Regions from separate parts of the Sus scrofa genome. Here region 2 is linked to region 1. The links are chromatin contacts, called in public Hi-C maps. All regions are on one chromosome and are shown on one strand. Each heading gives the region's core, a stretch centred on a gene start, on an enhancer-like site or on the middle of the called end of the contact. The rest is flanking DNA. Distances are from core to core; before and after follow the strand shown. Region 1 holds the start of FBXO2 (F-box only protein 2). Region 2 holds the start of AGTRAP (type-1 angiotensin II receptor-associated protein).

Region 1 (4,305 bases), core at 701-3,200:
AAGGACATTCCAGTTTATAAGGAGAAGGACAGATGTCAGGAGCTGTGAGCTGGACTGTCTCCTGGATCCTTGCTGGCCTCAGCTGGGCCACTGAAGCCTTGAGTAAGCAGATACCAAGTGCCCAGAGTCCCTGGAGGAGGGGGAGACAGTGGGGAGGAGACGGGGCCATTCTGGGTGAGAGGGAAGCCACTACTCTCAGACCTAGGATGAGGGGTTCCTAAGGGCTGGGCCCTGGGAAGCCGAGGTGCTGGTGGAAACAGACCAGGCATGGGGGCAGGAGCAGGTAAGGCCTAGACTCAAGTCTGAGTGTGGACAGGGCCCGGCCAGCCTACCCTTCATGTCCTCACGTGCAGCTTTTCTCCTCCTCCCCACGCGGCCAGGGCCCTGAGAGCCGGATCAGGGTTTACCCCTTTGGAGCCCAGAGCACATAGTGAGTCCTCAGTAAGTCTTATTTAGTGACTCATTATTCAACACAGTTCCTTTCATTATTTGCATTTTGGTTTTTCTTTTTGGCCACATCTTTAAGATGTGGGTCTTTATCCTTCCCTGTGCAAGGAAGAAACTGAGGCCCAGAGAGGCTTACTGGCTGCTCCCAAGTCGCAGGGCAGAGCAGTGGAAAGGCAGAGAGGAAAATGCCTGCCCTGGAGCCACGTCACCTGCCCATCCTGCCGCCCACAGCTCTCTGGGGAGTTGGGCTCAGTGTCCTCACCTCTCCACCCCTCCCCCTGCCCTGCCCTGCCCTGCCCTGCCCTGTCCTGCCCTGGTGGACACCTGATGCTCCCCCGAAAGGTGCACCTCGCCCGGTCCCCTCTCCTGGCCCCAGGCCTGGCATTCAAGGCCCCAGATCTAATTACAGGGCCCCCCACCCCCTCTCAAGCTCACACAACTCCCTACATTGTTGCCTTCGGGAAGTTATCTGGCCCCTGGAAGCTGCCTCCAAGGCTGATTCACTTGGCCCTGGGAAAAAGCAGGAACCCATTCTGGGGCCCTATAAAGGGTGTGGCAAAGGGGCCACAGATTGGGAGCAGGGGCCGAAGGAGCTAGGATTTTCAGGGATGGGGGGCGGGGCGGAGGGCTCGGGTACCTGCGTGAGCATCAGTTTGTTACCTCTGCCTCCCCAAGCAATGGCCACTCTCAGGTAGGCCTGGTGAGCAGGGAGTGTGGGGATGCTCGAGCAGCTCTCTTTCCCACCCTGACTCAGCAGACAACCCCTACAGGCCCAGCAGGGAGGCAGGGGGCCTTTGGTACCAGAGGAGATGACTGGGCAGTCTCAAAAACCGGAGCATTGACTACAGGCGACGCCCCCAGCCCTCCCGGGTCCCCACTGGGCACGCAGTCACCCAAATAAAGGACAGCCCCTCCAGATAACGGATCCCAGGAGGAAGGCTAGGATGGGATGGGGAGAGGCTAGTAACCCCAAGAAATCCACTGGGATTTAGGCAACTCAGGGGCCAGAGTTGGCAAACGGAAGAAGCTGATGGAAGAAAGAGGCTTGTGGCTTATTGCATGCCAGATGGGTTCCAGACCCCGCGGGACAAACCCTCGGGAAGCTGCGAGGAGGCAGGAACGTGGCATTATTCGTATGCTATTTCCTGGGTCTCCCTCCTTGCCTGCCATCTCTTGGGGCCTCCCGCAGACAGAGGGCTGTGCTCTTTTGAGACTGTCTCAAGGGCTTTGCTTGGGTGAAAGTGTGCCGCGCTGGGTCGGGGCGGGAGGTGGTGAGGGGGCCAGGGGTCTTGGTCTCTGATGTCCCCTCTCTGCAGTACTCGCCCGCCTGCCCCGGTCTCCCCTCCTGGGTTAAGCGAGTGGATCCGGCCGCAGCGGCTACCTGGGTCACCGTCTCCGTCCATCGCTGCGGAGGGCGGTCGCGAGAGGAGGAGGAGCCGGAGCACTGCGGGGCTGTCCGAGTCCCGCGGCGGCGGCGGCGGCGGCGGCGAGTCCAGGCGCTGCCCGCGTCTGGGTCGGGTCCCCGCCGGCCGCGCCTCTTAAAGGCCCCCCCGCCCCCCGCCTTTGGCCCTGCGCCCGGACGCCCAGCAGTCCCGAGCGATCAGCCGGAGGCCTGAAGCTCTCGGTTCCTTGGAGGACCGACAAGGAGGCCAGGAAAGGTCAGGGGTCGGGTTTGGTTTTTGTGTTTTAATGGGGGTGGGGGGAGTCCGGTTCGGAACGGCTCCCAGCGCCGCCCTGGGCTGGCTGCTGGGAGGCGGCGGCGAGGGAACAGGGAGAGTCTGGGTCAGGCGGAGGGTGCGGGGCGCGCCGCCCAGGCGGAGGGAGCGAAGCCGAGGCTCCTCCTGGCACCGCCCCCACCTCGAGGTAATTTTCCTACCTCTGCGGGGGGCGCGTCCCAGGACTCTCGCTCCCCGCGCCGCTGGGACCCGGTCGGGCGGCGGAGGCGGGGCCGGGGCGGGGCCTGGAGGGCCGGGGCGGGGCCGCACCCACGGGCGACCGCAGGCCGAGCCCGGCTCAGCCCCGGCCACCGAGCGGGATCGCACAGCGGCGGCCGAGTGCAGGTGACCTGCGGGAGTGGGCGCGGGGCGCGGGCGCGGGGTGCGTGCGGGGGCCGGGCGGGCGGGCGGGCGGGCGGGCTCGGCGTTTCCCGGCCCCGCCGCAGTGCGCAGAGGGAGGCCTGGCGCCGACAAGGCCCAGGCCGCGGGGTTGCTCGGCGCGGCCTCGAGCGGCGGCGCGGGCGCGAACCCCAGCTGGGGTCTCCATCGATGCGCAGGGGTCCGAGCCTCGACTTTGGGGGACATTTGAAAGCCACAAGGCGGGATGGGAAATCCAAGGCGCGCGCGGTGGGGGGGCACCTGGGGCTGGAGCCCAGCCACAGCGGTGGGAGTAAGGGTATAGGAAAGGCCGTTCCCCATCACTCACGCCTCCTCCAGTCCCAGCCAGTTAGATCATTTCCTCCGCAGAAGGTGGTTTGAGCGCTTTGGTCCTACGTCAGAGACAATGGTCATTATCCTCCCCCCACACGTTCTCTCCCTCGTCCGTTTTGAGAATGGGAGAGAGAATGCAGAAGGCACCAGAGAGGCTGCAGGGCTGCGGATTATTCCCACTCTAAAGACGGTCAGGCCTATTGAAAAAGGCTGGCTCTAGGAGTTCCCGTCGTGGCGCAGCGAGAACCAATCTACTAGGAACTATGAGGTTGCGGGTTCGATCCCTGGCCTCGCTCAGTGGGTTAAGGATCTGACGTTGCCGTAAGCTGTGGTGTTAGGCCAGAGAGGAGGCTCGAATCAGGCGTTGCTGTAGCTCGGCCTAGGCTGGCAGCAACAGCTCCGATTCGATCCCTCGCCTGGGAACCTCTCTATGCCGCAGGTGCAGCCCTGAAAGGACCAAAAAAAAAAAAAAAAAAAAAAAAAAGACTGGCTCTAATGGCTCTAGACCCAGAGAAGGCTCTGGCTCCTTTCCCCTCTGCTCCTGTCTGTGTACCTCTGGGCAGATGCTGCCACCTTTTCTGCCTCCTTAGCTCCCCTCAGAGACTATTGTGAGATGCTTGTAAAAAAATTAGAGCTCACCTTTTACTGCGCTTCCGCTGTGTCTCAGGCTCCTCGAACCCTCCTCAGGAGGTAAGTACCCTTCCTGACCCCATTTTACAGAGGAGGAAATTGAGGCTCAGAGAGGCTGACTTTCCTGGGATAGTCAAAGGCAGAGCTGGGAGGGGAACCTCCACCACCGCTGCGTGCTGTGAATACCTGGTCCTGGGAAGAGGGCCAGGTCTGTAGTGCAGCTTTTCAACAACCACAGGAGCGTGTCCAGAAGCCATGGCCGTGGGCAACATCAACGAGCTGCCGGAAAACATCCTGCTGGAGTTGTTCACGCACGTGCCCGCCCGCCAGCTGCTGCTGCGCTGCCGCCTGGTCTGCAGCCTCTGGCGTGACCTCATCGACCTCGTGACCCTCTGGAAGCGCAAATGCCTGCGCGAGGGCTTTATCACTGAGGACTGGGACCAGCCCGTGGCCGACTGGAAGATCTTCTATTTCCTTCGCAGCCTCCGCAGGAACCTCCTGCACAACCCATGTGCCGAAGGTGGGGTGCAGACTGGGTCTGACGTCCCCCCAACACACACACACTGTCATGAGACCATCTAACATTTATTAAGCACTTACTAGGAGCCAGCCAGGCATTTGGAGGGTTTTAACTTCTTTCATTCCCTCACAATAATCCTAAGAGGTAGGTACTGTTGCACACCCATTTTTCAGATGGACAAACTGAGGCCAAGAGTGGCATTTCTTTTTCCACTCTTAAGATTATTCCCCCAGTGGCCTTTCCTAGGAGAGGGAATGTTGGCTAATTGGAACTAATTGTGCC
Region 2 (4,305 bases), core at 1,293-3,792, 78 kb after region 1:
ACCTCTAGGATCTGGCGTGAGTGGGGAACATTTACTAGAAGGAAATCATATAATAATAATAATAATAATATCCACCAGTTGTTGAGGAATTACTCTTTTCTAGGTACTCTGCAGATACCAATAATAAGTACTCTTGAATCACAAAATAGTAGCAGATCCTGATTTAGTGCTTACCGTCGGCTAGGCAACGTTCTAAATATTTTTCACATATTAACAAATCCTAACAACCTTTTGAGGAAATTACTACTCTTATCCTCATTTTACAAATCAGAATCCTGAAGCACAGAGGCAGTGACTTGCTCAGGTTGACCAGTAAGTGGACAAAGTTAGGACTCAGACTCTTGTCGATCTGGTCCAGTTAGTCCCCTGTGCCTTGAATCCCAGACAATCACACCATAGGAAGCCATCTGTCTGGTCTCTAAAGCTTCCCAGCTCTCCGTTACTATGGCCGATGCTGTGCTATTCTGGCCCCTGGGCTGGAGGGCTGTGTCTCCAAAGGGGGCATTCATTTAGGCCAGTGGACCCTGCAGCCCTGCAAAAGTCCCCACACCCACCTAGAAAAATCCTTCCTGGAGTTCCTGCTGTGGGTTCAGAAATTGACATAGTGTCCGTGAGGATACACATTCAATCTCTGGCCTCCCTCAGTGGGTTAAGCATCTGGGATTGCCATGAGTTGCAGTGTAGGTTGAAGACACAGCTTGGATCCCGCATTGCTGTGGCTGTGGTATAGGCCGGCAGCTGCAGCTCTGATTTTACTCCTAGCCCAGGAACTTCCACATGCCACGGTGCAGCCATAAAAACAAAAAAGAAAAGAAAATGAAAAATCTTTTCTTTGTAACTGGAGAGAGTAAGTGTCTTGATATGATCTCAGGACCCACCAGGCAGTTTTTCAGGTTTCTATGTGGTCCCTCCCCTCCTGGAAACAAGAAAAAGCCCTCAGACCAAAGGGGACCCTCTAAATGAAAGCTGGTATTCTCTAAATGTTCTCTGGTTACGGTTGAAGGATGGGGAAGGAAGAAGGATGGACGGACTCTTTGGAGGTGGTCAACAGTCCTTGAGAGAGATGCCTGGTGGAGCAGCCCTTTCTCCCTCCATCCTTTCCGTTCACAGCTGGAGGCAGACGGTGTCTTGATAGAATCTTTCTTCTGGAGACAGGTGTGACTATAGGTTTTCTGCTGGTCTTCCAGCTGGATTTTTTTTTTGAAGCTTTTGTGTGTGTGTGTGTGTGTGTCTTTTTTGTCTTTTTAGGGCCGCACCCACAGCATATGGAGGTTCCCAGACTAGGGGTCTAATCAGAGCTACAACTGCCGACCTACACCACAGCCATGGCAACGCCAGATCCAAGCCACATCCATGACCCACACCACAGCTCCTGGCCACGCCGGATCCTTAACTCACTGAGCGAGGCCAGAGATCCAACCCGAAACCTCATGGCTCCTAGCCGGATTCATTTCTGCTGCACCACGACGGGAACTCCTGAAGCTTTAAGTATAACTCAAGTAGGCTTCAACCACTGTGTGCTGATAACAGCAACATCCGACGTGTATTACCCATTTACTAAGTGCCAGGCACTTGTTCTTTAGGTGGGTACTTTAGATTGACAGACTCTATCTTGAACCAAACTGCAGTTAGGCTCCTCTGAGCCCTCTTCTTGACCAGGCCTCCACCCAGCCTTCTGCCTCCAACGTGAAGGAACTGCAGAGCCCAGTGTGAGCAAGAATCCTGCTAAGTCAGTTTAGCCGGAATCCCCCTCTTCTCCCCGCCTCCGCTGGTATCTGATCACCCTCCATATCTGATTAAGTTCCCCATCCCACACACCTTTGATACCTCTCTTCGGCTTGCCTTTAGCAAGAATTCCCCTCCCCCTGAAGTCTGCTCTTGGTGATTTTCCATCCACTGCTGCTCACCCATAAATCCCTGCTGGGCCCCATTGTCCTCGCTCCCCTCCTGTAGTACCTCCGCCCCAATAATTTTTGTTTGTTCAGGTTTTGTTGTTGTTGTTGTTTTGGGCCACACCTGTGAAGTTCCCAGGCCAGGGATGGAACCCCCACCACTGCTGCGACCCCAGCCACAGCAGTGACAACACTGGATCCTTAACCCACTGTGCCACCAGGGAACTCCCCCAAGAGTCTTAAAGTCGTCCTTACCATTTTAGCAAGTGTCAGAATCATTTTTTTCTTCAAACATGAGTTAGTTCATTTATCCTCCCAGGGATCCGAGGAGGTAAGTCACTGTCTCCACTTTCACTGAGAAGAAAGAGGGTGCCCTTAGGGATGAGTCACCAGCCACATCTGTTTGTATCTGGACGTGCCCCCAAGTTCTCCTGGCTGCAGGTGGTCCTATCAGCTCACCTGCTGGGATTTTAATTCGGCTAGAGAATGCGCCCTTGGCGACGTAAACCTGGAGAGTCTCCACCCACCCGGGAACTACCTGCGCGCAGCGAGGTGCTCGGAGGGCGCGAGAAGCCTGACGCCATCTCCTAGCAACGGGGCAGAGGTCACGTGATCCGACTCACGTGGCGCCCAGCCCAGCTGGGGTTGGAGCGGGGGCTGCGGGCGGAGCCGGGCGGGGCGGGGCAAGTTTGTTTCCAGAGTTCGGGGACCAGGAACCCACGCGGTTGCTGCGCAGGTGCCCTCCGACTCGGTCGGGATGGAGCTGCCCGCCGTGAACCTGAAGGTGGCGACGGGCGGGTCGGGGTAGGGGTGGCCCAGCCGCAGGCGGGCGGGCGCGGGGTGGGTCTCCCGGAGCGTGTGGGGAGATTGAACTTTTCAAGTAGGATTTTAGAGGCGAGAGGACCGAGAGTTTGGGGAAAGAGGGGTGGTAGGGAGAAAGAGATTGTACAGGCCCCTGGTGAGAAGGAGGTGGGCAGGTAGACCATAGTAGAGAGAGGGTTCCGGAAGGCCAGCGGGGAAGACGGAGAGGGAACTGGAGGAGGGAAGCGGGGGAAGGGGCCGCCTCTTCCCGGGGCCAGACCGGTCCAGCTAGGAGTGCCAGGCCCCTGAGGATAGCTTTGGCCTGCGCGCCCAGAATTCCCCTGGAGAAAGAGGAACGCAGGGAGGCGGGGGGGTGGGGGGGGCGCCACCGAGAGCCGGGCTAAACCTTTCACCTGGACCCCCACCCCCACACCCGCCGCCACGTCGGCCTTCTTTGTTGGGCAAATCAAGTTAAAATCAGATGATCCCAGACAAGAGGTTTTTCCAAAGTTTATAAATCCAACATCCTTGTTGCATAAGAAACACAGACACCCGGAGACGTTACTCAAAAGTAGAAAACCCCAACTGTGCGCGCTTAGAAAACACTGAGGCTTCCTGGGGTGTCTTCATTTCCTGAGCCGCGTCCTCAGCGGTCAGGATGCCAGCGGCTGTTCTCCTTTTTCTCCCCACCTCCCCCAGCCCCGTCCGTGCTCCTTGGCTGTGTTTGCCACTGAGAGGCTGAAGCCTTCGGCTTTGGTCGGGAAGGTGTGAACCTTGGACCAGACCTGCCATTTTGGGTCTTGGTGCAGTTTCCTTTGAGACTGAATCCAGGAGGGCCCTCGTACTCACGGGTGACAAAGCATTTAGCCCCTGTGATGCCTGGTACTAAAGGAACCTAGGAGATAAATGACTACAGAACAACACATCATTCATATTTGGGTAATTAGATACGGTCTGTGTGGTGACTTCATAAGGGCAGATTCACTGGCATCCGTAATAACTTCCTTCACCTCCCCAGGGGTTGGGGTGGGGTGGGGGGAGACGGCTGGAAACAGGGGGTTGGGCTTGGGTTGAAGGTTTAGCTGGGACCACCTTTACATGAAGGCCGCGCTGAGGCTTATTGGTGCCAATACGCACTCTGTTCCAGGCAGCTCTGTTCCAGGCAGTGTGGGGTTCCGGCTGGGCTGCCTTTTCTCTGATGAGAGATTTGCCTAAAATAATTGACGAGCGGGAATGAGGTGAGAGACAGAGCTGCAGGAGTGGAGAGGGGAGAGAGCCCCCATTCCCGGGCCGTCTGCGCCCCATTGTTTCTTTAATCACATCAGCCTTCTAAGGTTTTTACGGATGGGTGCACTTCGGCTCAGATCAAGCGAGTGACTTGCCAGAGTCCCACAGAGATTAAGGGGCAGGGGCAGGATTAGAAACCCTCAGGGTCTGGCTTCAAAGCCGTGCCCCTTTCTGGCCACCACTTAGAAGTCTTGTGACTTCTGCCTTGACTGTGTGTGTGTGTGTCCCCTGGGAGGCCTTAGTCTGTTTGGGGTCTTTTTTGAGCAAGGCTATGGGCCCGAGAGGCCATACATGGCCACAGGTATGGGCTGTGCGGGCTTTTGGT

Evidence for each region. A called contact is a pair of places that touch in the nucleus more often than the background predicts.
Region 2: a contact with region 1 is called in a Hi-C map of liver, with 6 times the contacts expected there. The contact joins the promoter of AGTRAP here to the promoter of FBXO2 in region 1. A contact is called at or near these places in 1 of 5 promoter capture datasets (fetal liver), 13 of 47 Hi-C or Micro-C datasets (alveolar macrophages, blood, brain and 9 more) and 1 of 2 datasets of contacts at active chromatin or transcription factors (alveolar macrophages).

The regions. Positions count from the first base shown.
Region 1 is chr6:71,745,315-71,749,619 of Sscrofa11.1, forward strand. It overlaps FBXO2 (F-box only protein 2), which reads right to left and starts at 1,951. Exons shown (of 6, transcript XM_021095335.1): 1 at 1,829-1,951. The coding sequence starts at 1,850. It overlaps FBXO44 (F-box only protein 44), which reads left to right and starts at 1,896. Exons shown (of 5, transcript XM_021095338.1): 1 at 1,896-2,105; 2 at 3,742-4,023. The coding sequence starts at 3,759.
Region 2 is chr6:71,822,777-71,827,081 of Sscrofa11.1, forward strand. AGTRAP (type-1 angiotensin II receptor-associated protein) reads left to right here and starts at 2,543. Exons shown (of 5, transcript XM_003127573.6): 1 at 2,543-2,676. The coding sequence starts at 2,650. It overlaps LOC102163957 (a long non-coding RNA gene), which reads right to left and starts at 2,463. Exons shown (of 3, transcript XR_002344904.1): 1 at 2,148-2,463.